4 separate regions of the Sus scrofa genome follow, and regions 1, 2 and 3 are each linked to region 4. The links are chromatin contacts, called in public HiChIP or PLAC-seq maps. All regions are on one chromosome and are shown on one strand. The core of a region is the stretch at or near the end of the contact, and the rest is flanking DNA. Distances in the headings are between cores, read along the strand shown. Region 1 has its middle 140 kb from the start of BCL6. Region 2 overlaps LOC106508008 (a long non-coding RNA gene). Region 3 overlaps LOC106508361 (a long non-coding RNA gene). Region 4 overlaps LPP (lipoma-preferred partner).

Region 1 (2,713 bases), core at 29-2,528, 390 kb before region 4:
TAGTTTCTAAGCAAGATCCCCTAAGGAATTAAAAGTTTGGGCAAGTTTCTGCTATGGAATAGCAGAGCTGGAAGGTACCTTAGGAATTATCTACTTCAATCAACAAGTTTTAAATATGGAGATATTGAGGCTTGGAAGGGAAATGTGGCTTGTTCAAGGTCACTAAGTGACTCAGGGGCCAAGCTGGACATAGGTCTCTTGGCAGTTACTGCAATGTCTCTGTCTATACACGAGGCCAAGTCACCAAGCTGACCCTGCTCTTGCCCAACACCCTGTCTGAATTTTCTGTCTGAAATGAGCCTAGACCATTATAAGCATTACAACAGGACTGCCAGAGGTGTGGCTAAGCAGATCATTTGCCCAGCCTTACACGAAATTGAAGAATCCTGTAATGGGGAAAGTATCTGGACAGAAGCAGTGTCACCAAGAGTTCCAAAGGAAGCACGCGGTGACCAACACAATACCAAGCCCAAAGACGACAGCCAGAGCTGATAAGGGACTGTGCCTTTAAAGTATAGACTCATGGAGCTGGGGAGAACCTTGGAAATTATCCAGAAGACAAAGCAGCACTGCAACATGAAGTCTTGTCTTCTAGAAATTACCCTGTTATTTACCTGTCATTAGTAAGTTACTCCCCTTCTCTAGTCCTCAGTTTCCAAGTGTACAAACTAAACAGGATGAGCTAGATGATACCCAAAGTACTTTTCAAATCTGAAAATTTTCTACTCTATAAAGCATCTGATTTCCTAGTTTGACACTTGAGGAAAAAGAGGCCTACAGAGGTTCAGTAACGTGCCTAAGGTCACACAGTGCTTCAGTGGCAGAGTAGTAACTGGAGTCTAGGCCAGCATTCTACCTACTGCCCCACATGGCTACAACCATCTCTTCCAAGCTGCCCTGGAGCCTTGTGGTGAATTGTGAAACTGCTGTCCCCAGACTCTCGCAATTGCCCTCTTCTTTATGCCTGTGGGACTGTTGGCAGCACACAGAGGGCTGTGGGAGAGAAGTCTGAGCGATCTCTGCCCTGGGAGTGGAGCAAGGATCAAATCAGCTCCTTTTTTTTCCTCACTCTAGTAGAAATGAAACCAAAACCAGCTCCTTAACTTAGAAGGCAGAGAGGCTAGAAGAGAGTGGCCCTCAGCCTCAGCTTATGCAGAGCCCTGGGATAGTGGCAGAGAAAGGCCCTTTTCCTGGGGGCAGGAGGATCTTTCACCTGAGTCTCTACAGAATGAAACCAGATGATGGCTGAGATCCAAAGCAAGGTGCTTGACCTAGGAGAAGCAACACTGGGTCAAGATGCAGAAAGACTCTCTGCAGCATGGCTCAGAAATGTGCTTCCTGAGTGACGTTGAGTCATTTCACATCCCATCAAAAATGGGGAAGGAATCATGCAGAAGAAAAAGAATTGTGCTTTAAATCTAATGTTACCTTTGAGCCTTACAATTGATCTTGGAGCCAGATACAGAAAGCATTTTCCTCACCTATTTCCTTTGCAAGACAGTAAAGAAGCTGTTTTTAAAAGCGATTGGGAGTTCCCTAGTGATCTAGCAGTTAAGGATTTGGCTTTGTCACTGCTGTGGCTTGGGTTCAGTCCCTGGCTCAGGAATTTATGTATGCCACAGGCACAGCCAAAAAGGGGAAAAAATTTAAAAGAAAAGTAATTGAAGTGGACCAGCTCTGAATATCAGACATTGTTATTAGCAAATGTGATAGATTTCACATCTTCATACTTTAAAGATGCATGTAACCTAGGTCTTCCTTTCTTTCTCAAGAGGAAGCCACATGGCTTCACAAACCCTCCTGCCAAGGAATCTCCTTTTTTTTTTTTTTTGTCTTTTTAGGGCTGCATCCGCAGCATATGGAAGTTCCCAAGCTAGGGGTCAAATTGGAGCTACAGCTGCTGGCCTGGCCACAGCCACAGCAACGCAGAATCCGAGACACATTTGAGACCTACACCACAGCTCATGGCAATGCTGGATCTTTAACCACTTTTCAAGGCCAGGGATTGAACCGGTGTCCTCAATGTATACTAGTTGGGTTCATTACCACTAAGCCACGACAGGAACTCCGGGAACATTTTTGGTAATCCTGCTTTTGATGTGACTTGCAAAAAAAGCAGAAGCAAAGATTACAGACACGCTGCTTGACGCCTAGTTCCCATTCCCTGTTGTTGAACGAATGTAATTAAAGGAAGAAAGGAAGCGGGTCTCCAGAGAGATATAATGTCTATTCCTAAGCCCTTTTTTTTTTTTTAATAAACTTCAGATAATCAGAAGTTCGAGGTCAGAGGATAACTTAAGGCCATCAGAAGTTGGCCAGATTGGACTCATATTCTCTAGAGAATTCTGGCCTTTTGGCAGCCAGATAGAGTGCTGAACGCCAAGCCAGGCTGTGTTTGGGCGCAGCTCCAGGCTCCAGCCCCTTGGGCCTGGGCTTCAAGATGCACAAGGATCCCGGCAGCAAGCAGGGTCCATTCCTGAACATACGCTTTTAATCAGAGACACTGGGACCTGGATGGGATGCCAGGCATAATTTAATTCCTCTCACTTTGCAGATGTAGAATCGAAGGCCAGAGTGGGGGACGGGACATGGATGATTGCACAAGATCTTTTGGCAATTTAGGACATCACTCGGTAGGATGGAAATGGGTAGCTTTGGGGTAGTAACCTGGCTCCAGATCCCAGCTCTGCCAATTATCTACTAGGAGACCTCA
Region 2 (2,700 bases), core at 60-2,559, 500 kb before region 4:
TAGAAAGATGAGGAGACTGGGACCCGGGATGGAAAGGCACCAGCTGGGCTAGTGAGCTGCAGCATGAAGTTCAAGATGCAGTCGTTTAACTTCAGAGTGGTGCCTTTTCCCATGCTGTGGTGTTAATAAATACATTCATTGCTCCCTGTTCTGAGCAAGACCCTGAGCAAGCCCTTCCGCATATGCCCTAATGCCATCCTTGCAATGGCCCTGAGAGGTAAGTGTTGTTGCATTTCAAAAGCAGAAACGTTTTAATTCTGCCCCTACTTTTCTTTTTTCTTCTTTCTTTTTTACATAATGATTTTTTTTATTATAGCTGGTTTACAGTGCTTTGTCAGTTTTCTACTGTACAGCATGAGTGACCCAGTTACACATACATGTATAGATTCTTTTTTCTCACATTATCATGCTCCATCATAAATGACTAGATACAGTTCCCAGTGCTACACAGCAGGGTCTCACTGCTTGTCCATTCCAAAGGCAATAGTCTGCATCTATTAATCCTAAACTCCTAATCCATCCCACTCCCTCCCCCTCCCCCTTGGCAACCAGGAGTCTATTCTCCAAGTCCATGATTTTCTTTTCTGTGGAAAGGTTCATTTGTGCCATATATTAGATTCCAGATAAAAGTGATGTCATATGGTATTTGTCTTTCTCTTTCTGATTTGCTTCACTTAGTATGAGAGTCTCTAGTTCCATCCATGAAATCTTTCCAAATCTTTTCTTTTTTTCCCAAATATTTTATTGTGAAAATGTAAAAATATAAAGAATATTTAAACAAAATTCATATCTACCATTAGATTCTACTACTAATATTAGTTTTCTTTTTGAGGATACTGATGATTCCCTATGAGGCATGCTGGTTTAGGGGTTCATGCTTTACCCACTCTTTTGGCCCTTGGGAACCCCTGAGCCTGGAGTGTTACCTGCACATGAGCATATGCAGCTTTTCTAAAAATGGAAAATCCAAATTCATCTCTTTGCAAAAATCTTCCAGTTCCTCCTGCATTTGGCCAACCTCTCCTGTGTGGTGAAAGTCACCATTTAAATATGAAACCCAGCTCAGTTTCCAAAAATTTAATTGCATTATTAAGAATTAGTTGAAACTGGGCTTTGTCAATCTCTGAGGGGCAAGGCTGGGACTGAAGCTGACCAAACCATCAAGGCTGGCCAGAAATTCATTGCAATTGCTGAAATACTTAATGTAATCTGGGGCTGTGTTGGTTGGCGACACCACCTCCAGTACAGTGAGTACCCGCTGGGTAGGGCATAGTTCTAGGCTCTCTGGGGGAAATACAAATTAGTGGCTAGAGAGAAAGACTGGCTTTACCACGGATCCAGTGACAAGTATGTCAAAGGCCAAAGAAAGATGATCAGGCAAGAGCTGGTAAAAATTCATAGCCAGCCCCACAGCCGCAGGCAGCAAGAGCTGGATTCCCAACATCAGCTTTCTTTGCACTTGTTCAGTCCAGGAGTCAGGTAGGAAAGATCCTGTGTTCAGCCCTGTTGCCTTCCAGATTTGATTAAGGCTCTTAGGAGAGTCATGACCTCAGCCTGGAATGGCAACACAGGAAAAAGACAACAAAAAAGAAAGAGAAGATGACTAAAGCATTTAGTGCAAGAGGAGGGGCGATGGATGGAGTGAAAACTGGGAAGTTTCCACTTGATTTTCAAGGCCACGGGTATAATGAAAGGCCTCATTTTCTTGTGCTATTGTTAAGCCTTTCAAAAGAGTCTCCTCTGCAAGCCTGCCCCCAAACCATAGGTCTAGGATGATTTCTCTCCATGCCTTTTGGCTTGGTTTGCTGATTTATAAAGGGGGAAAGCAACTGCTACCTTACAGGTATTCTTTTGAGGATTAAATGTGGTAAAGCTCAGTAAATGGCTCATTAACATAAATGTATAGAAAATAGACTGTTTGATATCCTATCCAGCTAGCCCAGCCATCTGGTAAAAAGTAGGACCAGACAGTTAGACTCATGTAACAGAAATTTGGAAATCATCTGATCCAACACCTGAATGTGGTAGATGAGAAGGGAGAAAGCAGCAAGTGCTTCCGACCAAGGGTGCAGAGAAAGACAGAGGCTGAGGAGGGCTTTGTGGGTGTGGGGAGGAATGAGAGACAGAGCTTTGCTGAACCCCTTGTGATATAATCTAAACTCATAATGAAGAGAGACATAGGCAGAGTCTGCATTTCAGAAGTCGAGGCTCAGAGTTTCCAAATGGAAGTAGTCTCCCTCAGATCCAAGAGCTAAAAAGCAGATGAGGGAGATTTAAACCCTGGCTGAGTTCAGAGCCCATGCTCTTGACCTTACACCATCTCACCAGGTTTTCTGCTTCCTTGCAAAGACCCATTTTTCAAGGTTTCCGTAGCACCTTCAGAAAAGAGGGGTGGCTTGGGAAGGGGGTTGTTTTTATGTTTTTTAAAGTCTGTGAATCCCTGTGGAACCCTTCTTTACACAGCTCAGTTTTACAATCTAAGATGTCTAAGTCCACAGGCTGCCCCAGGCCTCTTTCATCCCTAACATTCTCGGTGTTTCACACCAAAAAGAAAATGGTCCTCCTTTGCCTCCAAATCCAAGTAGTCCTTACCTACAAAAATGGCTTCTTTAAAATCATCTGCCTATGTTATTTATGGTTATCTGAGGCCCGTGCAAAGAGACTCACCTTCCATTTCCTTCCCCCAGGACCTAGTAGGTG
Region 3 (2,700 bases), core at 192-2,691, 360 kb before region 4:
AGGAGCACAAACCTCTCTCCACTATTTGCCACAGAGATGGTAAGTGAGAAATATTATCTCAACTGAAAGGACAACATGTCCATAATCATTCAATACAACTGGCACAGTGACAATTATTTTTTTAATGTAGAAATTCTGCTTGGTTCAAGTAAAGAAATGTTTGAGAGAAAGTTCAAGTTTTGAAACTGCTAATGCCTTCCTGCGATGGTGTGTGGGACTCGGTGGGGGTGGGGAACAGTAAGCCAGACAGTTCATCTTAGGGGTAACCTCTTTGGTTTATGTAAAATAAATGACTCATATCAAATTCATTTTTGTAGGCTGCCATGCCTGAAGGAGGACCAAGCCATGCTCAAAAGAGATTGAGTCCTTCTTACAATTAATCAGCTACACCCCTGTGTTGTATGTCTTGATGTCTAATTTCCAGAGGAAAGATTGTTGTCAAACCAAATAAATGACGATGCTTTTGGAAAAGAAAAAAAAAAAAAAAAAAGCAATCAAAAGGAAAACCCACCTCTCCTCAATGTAAAGATGTCGATATGAACTCACCTATTGTTTGTATTTCACACCCACAGTCTTGATGCCTATTATCTCTGAAATTATATCAGTTTCCAAAAATCACTTGAAACACTCCTACACCTGGAGCTTTTGATAAACAGTCCAGCTCCTACAGAGAGAAGCACTTTTTGTGTGTGCATGCATGTGTGCGTGTGTGTGTGTGTGTGTGTGTGTGTGTGTGTGTGTGTTAGAGGTTGAAAGACAGAGAAAGACAAGTTGGGGGAGATGGAGAAAGTGACAGTACAGTTGTGAGTTGCACCCTAGACACCTGCGAAGACCAGAGGGGCTTTACTGTAACCTAGAAGAAAGTCAATGGGTACGGGGCTTCCCTCCATGGATCTCGCTCTTGAGACTGTAAGAAACTTTGAGGGTAATTTTACTCTGATGCTAAGAATAAAAATAATGATTAATGTTTTTGAGCACTTACAATGTTCCAGGAACTTTTCTAAGAGCTTTAATACATATGAAATCACATATTACTCACAAGTCTATGAGGCTGATACTATTATTATCACATTCTATAGATGAAAGGAAAAAAAAAAAAGAATCACAAAGAGGCAAGCTCCCCCATCTCTGGCTTATTGACACTGAATTAAAATCTTGCTGATCCCCATCAAGACTGAGGATGCCACTCTCTCTGGGAAGCACCGTCAGGGAAACAGAATGTTACCCTCCTCTGAAGCCCCAAGATTTCTCCTGGTGTTGAAGCCACTGCCTTAAACTACAGTGATCCCGGGAGTTTCGTCGTGGCTCAGCAGGTTACCAACCCCACTAGTATCCATGAGGATGAAGGTGTGATCTCTGGCCTCGCTCAATGGGTTAAAGGAACCGGCATTGCCGTGAGCTGTGATGTAGGTCACAGACAAGTCTCGGATCCCGAGTTGCTGTGGTTGTGCTGTAGGCTGGCAGCTGTAGCTCCAATTCGACCCCTAGTCTGGGAACTTCATATGCCACAGGTACGGCCCTGAAAAGCAAAACAAACAAAAACCTAATGATCTGGGCACCTGCCAAATCATCTCTGGAAGAGTTTAAGTTTTTTAGGATCAGGGTAGTATTAATATTATGGCTGTTTTCCCACAGCCATAGCAAACTGCCTGGCACTACACAGGCACTTAAGAAATACTAGCTGAATAAGTAGATGGAGAGACTCAAGTTTCAGACCCAAGTTCTCACAGTCATGTTAGAAAAATCAATACACAGCCAGCTCTCCAGAGTCAAAGCTATCTGTGACTTTTAAAATAAAACACCTCATTTATTTTTAGCCCTGTAGGGTTTTCCTCTGAATTCATTTTCACTTCTTAGATGCTTACAGTGGGTGCCCTGTCCATTTGGCCTGGGAAGTAGGTTTCAAAAGAAATACTGTAATGCAAGAGAGAAAACTTAAATCATGTCAAGTTCTGAAGTTTGTTGTGCCCCCATTGCTAATCCTGAAGTTAATTTCACCCAGGTTAAACTGACATCGTTCTTAGCTTTCAAGGAGCTCCTCATCATTTTAGAAATAGAGCAGAACTCCATTGAGAACAGAGCCTCATCCCCAAAGCATATCAGGATGATAGAGAAAACCTGAGATGTAGCAAGATGCCTCTGATAAAAGCATAATCTTATAAGAACCTCCTTAAAATAGACAATCCACCAAAACTCACCCAATTTAACCCTCTCATTTGGGGATAATGTGGCTCAGAGAGAAGAAATGAGTTGCCAAAGGTGACAAATCAGTTTTAAAAAAGAAGTGAGGATAGACTTGGGGCAGGGAACTCCTAGGTGAGAGTCTTGCCTTTTATATTTTGCTAGCCTTCATGACTGGGTTACAAGTCAGTGATACCTAAAATAAAGCCAATTACATTTGAGGCAAAAGTTTGACGTGGGTTTGAGAAAGTCCTTAGCTCAAGCAAGAGTTAAGGGCCGGGATGACGGGGTGGAGGGTGAGGGATCTCTATTTTTGACCACATGCTAAACATTTGTACCTACTAAGCATAGCAGGATAAATTAGTTGGTTGGCGTCAAAGGACCGTGAGTCACTGTTCTAACCAGCAATAAATCCAGTTGCTGGCACAGAAGGGATCAAATGCAAAATGACAGCTGAGATGGGAGCATACTGGCCTCCCTCCATCCATGGTTCTTCTGTCCCTGTCCATGCTGGTGGAA
Region 4 (2,704 bases), core at 119-2,618:
GGGGTTGAATTGGAGCTGTAGCCACCGGCCTACACCAGAGCCACAGCAATGCGGGATCTGAGCCACGCCTGCAGCCTACACCACAGCTTACGGCAACACTGGATCCTTAACCCACTGAGCAAGGCCAGGGATTGAACCTGCAACCTCATGGTTCCTAGTCGGATTCGTTAACCTTTGAGCCACTGAAGGTCACAGGTCATATGATTCCATTTATATGAAAAGTCCATAATAGGAAAATTCATAGTCTATGAAGACAGAAAGTAGATTAGTGGTTGCTGGCAGGGGTGGGGTGGGGCATAGGGAGTGACTGCTAATGAGTATGGGATTCTTTTGGGGTCAGTGAAAATGTTAAGTTAGATTGTGGCAGTGGTTGCACAGCTCTGTGAATATACTAAAAACTGAATTGTAGATTTTAAATGGGTGAACTGTACGGTTTGTGAATCATATGTCAATAAAGCTGTTAAAAAATCAGTACCTTGCCTTTCGATCTACAATCTCTGAGGGTTGTTTCAGCAAATCGGATCATCTATAGTGCCAAATTTTTAACTCACCTGATTTTTTTTTTGGGCCAAGAAGTCATGTATACTTAACAATGGTGACCATTCAGAAGGAAAACTTGTTAATACAACCAGAGCCACTAGACTTGAAATTTATTTCTGCCCAACTTCATGCACAGTCTTTTCAGGAGCTTGAAAAATTTATACTTCCAGAAATGTTGATTAGTGAGATATCTGATAAGAAATAACAGGGTACTGACAGCCCTGATTGTATAAATAGGCGTTTGGGATTGTGTTCATGGTTTGCTTGTCAGTATAGGAGAAATGTGTGATTATGTTGAATGGTGGTTAATTTCCTTATCCACCCATTTTAAAAATAAAGATGTACGGCTGGGAGACAGGTGCCCAGGGAGAAGAGGAGCCCTGAAGCCTTGATAATGAACCCCAGAAAGAAACAGGTTCCTATTGAGGAGTTGGCATTTGAGTCTTGGCCCATGTCAGGCTGTCTGATGAGCTGGGGAACTGTAACTGGTGCCTTAAGATTTTCTATTTACTCTTGTTCTCTGTTTGTTTAGACAGCTTTCCCCCCTCCTCTTTCAAGATCACTGTCCTACCCTCTGTGACTGACTTACTGTGTCAACAGAGTTGGAAGAGCAGCCAGTGGTTGTGTGTAGAGGCTGGAGGAAAGCTGTGCTTTCTAGCTTTGTATGTGAGCAGTTCATATACAAACACTTCTCTTTGATTAAGTATCCAGTGAAACCAATTCACATGAACTCCAATTAAACTTTAATGAACAAGTGGGTGTATTAATATCAGCTGAGTAATGCAGGCAGCACAGATTCCAGTAAGTGAGTCACTTCTGAGCAGCTCATTCCCCATGCACGGTTAGAATTACTAGAAAGCTTCCAGCTATATTTGAGTGGATCTGGTCTGGGCCTTGTAATTCTAGCAATCCTCAGGGCTTGTTATTCATCTCGTGACAAAACCACAGTGATCCAGACCTCTGTTTTCAGAGCTAGGAATGGGGTTGGGGAGACTTTTTCAAATTGAGCAATTAGGCCTTTTCATGAAGGAGTGACCACATGGACTTTTATGTTGTTCTCCTTCTGTTTTTTCTTTTTTCTTTTTCTTTTTTTTTTTTTTTTTTTGGTGAGAGTTCTTTCTCCTTCAACCCAGGGACAATTGTAGGTGAAGGTCAAGGCAGTGAAAGTGGAATCTTCAGTTTTGAACTGAACGTAGTCCCCCCTAAGTCTCACGTCATCCCCTCCTGCTATTCTGCCTCAAGTTGGCAAGCCTCCGATAGTTATACCAGACACAGTGAGATGTGCTTGGCATGGTGAGCCTCTGAGGGCACAGACCCTGTTCCTTCAACTGTACCTATTTCCTAGGGAAGATTAAATGAGATAATGAGTATAATGCTCTTATGTTCATGGCTAGTACATAATGAGTTGTCCATAAACATTAGTTAATTCGTGCCAGTGGAGGAGTGATGGGAGATGGAGATGATTGTGACTTGACAGTGGAGGGACTAAGACTCTCCTAGATATTTGACTTACACTTAAAAATGTCTGTGATTACAGAGTGATAAAGATCAAGTGTGAATGAGCAGGGAGGATTCAGGGACCAAAGAGATTCCTGAGGTTGGCGGCACCTGAGAGGCTGCGTGATCCTGGCCTGTGGGTCAGGTAGAGGGTAGGGTGAGGGAAGGATTTGGAAAGGCAGTTTGAGAATGAATGAAGAAAGTGAGCGAAGGCAGAAGCCCCTGACATACGACGTGCAAGGTAGGGAATGTTTGGTGTGGTTAGATTGGATGATGTGTTGGGGCTGGAGGGGGCTCACTGAGGCTGAACCCAGCCTCTGCCTTAGCCCCCAAGCCTCAGTTCTTTGGTGTTCATCTAGAAACCAGTTGAAGGTAATGCAGTGGTCAGACAGCTGGAGATAAACACTAGGTTGGAGAATGGGCTTTAGGCCTGTTAGCTCAGTGGGCTTGTTAACACAGCATCCCTGAATCAGAGTTACCCTCTTCCTCTCAGATGACATCTGTGTGTGAGGACCGTAGTGGACAGAGCCTGTAAAATTCCTAACCTTGAAGGGCAGAGAGCTTGTGCTTCCTGCAGTCAGGTACCTCCCAGGACTGGGAGGAAGGGCCTGAATTGTACACTCCCAGTTCCTTCTCCAGACTTGATACTTAGATAAATCATCGCTTC

What was found. HiChIP or PLAC-seq counts read pairs in DNA pulled down with a chosen protein or histone mark.
Region 1: a contact with region 4 is called in an H3K27ac HiChIP or PLAC-seq map of alveolar macrophages. The contact joins two enhancer-like sites. A contact is called at or near these places in 2 of 2 datasets of contacts at active chromatin or transcription factors (alveolar macrophages and skeletal muscle).
Region 2: a contact with region 4 is called in an H3K27ac HiChIP or PLAC-seq map of skeletal muscle. The contact joins two enhancer-like sites. A contact is called at or near these places in 2 of 5 promoter capture datasets (fetal liver and skeletal muscle), 4 of 47 Hi-C or Micro-C datasets (embryonic fibroblasts and skeletal muscle) and 2 of 2 datasets of contacts at active chromatin or transcription factors (alveolar macrophages and skeletal muscle).
Region 3: an H3K27ac HiChIP or PLAC-seq map of skeletal muscle shows a contact between it and region 4. The contact joins two enhancer-like sites. A contact is called at or near these places in 1 of 47 Hi-C or Micro-C datasets (skeletal muscle) and 1 of 2 datasets of contacts at active chromatin or transcription factors (skeletal muscle).

What each region holds. Positions count from the first base shown.
Region 1 is chr13:125,526,428-125,529,140 of Sscrofa11.1, forward strand. No RefSeq gene overlaps it. Among named protein-coding and RNA genes, the nearest start is that of BCL6, 140 kb to the left of the region's middle. Within about 2 kb of position 1,279, at least 26 of the 83 cell types and tissues checked have an H3K27ac peak or open chromatin away from gene starts, as enhancers often do. A contact at or near this core is called in alveolar macrophages, where this site is marked.
Region 2 is chr13:125,418,377-125,421,076 of Sscrofa11.1, forward strand. The region is part of intron 3 of LOC106508008 (a long non-coding RNA gene); the gene reads left to right. Among named protein-coding and RNA genes, the nearest start is that of BCL6, 30 kb to the left of the region's middle. Within about 2 kb of position 1,310, at least 2 of the 83 cell types and tissues checked have an H3K27ac peak or open chromatin away from gene starts, as enhancers often do. A contact at or near this core is called in alveolar macrophages and skeletal muscle, where this site is marked.
Region 3 is chr13:125,554,415-125,557,114 of Sscrofa11.1, forward strand. It overlaps LOC106508361 (a long non-coding RNA gene), which reads left to right. Exons shown (of 2, transcript XR_001304512.2): 1 at 1-39; 2 at 318-521. LOC110256388 (a long non-coding RNA gene) reads right to left here. Exons shown (of 2, transcript XR_002337801.1): 2 at 1,784-2,700. Among named protein-coding and RNA genes, the nearest start is that of BCL6, 170 kb to the left of the region's middle. Within about 2 kb of position 1,442, at least 3 of the 83 cell types and tissues checked have an H3K27ac peak or open chromatin away from gene starts, as enhancers often do. A contact at or near this core is called in skeletal muscle, where this site is marked.
Region 4 is chr13:125,916,378-125,919,081 of Sscrofa11.1, forward strand. All of the region lies in intron 2 of LPP (lipoma-preferred partner), which reads left to right. Among named protein-coding and RNA genes, the nearest start is that of LPP, 140 kb to the left of the region's middle. Within about 2 kb of position 1,369, at least 23 of the 83 cell types and tissues checked have an H3K27ac peak or open chromatin away from gene starts, as enhancers often do. A contact at or near this core is called in alveolar macrophages and skeletal muscle, where this site is marked.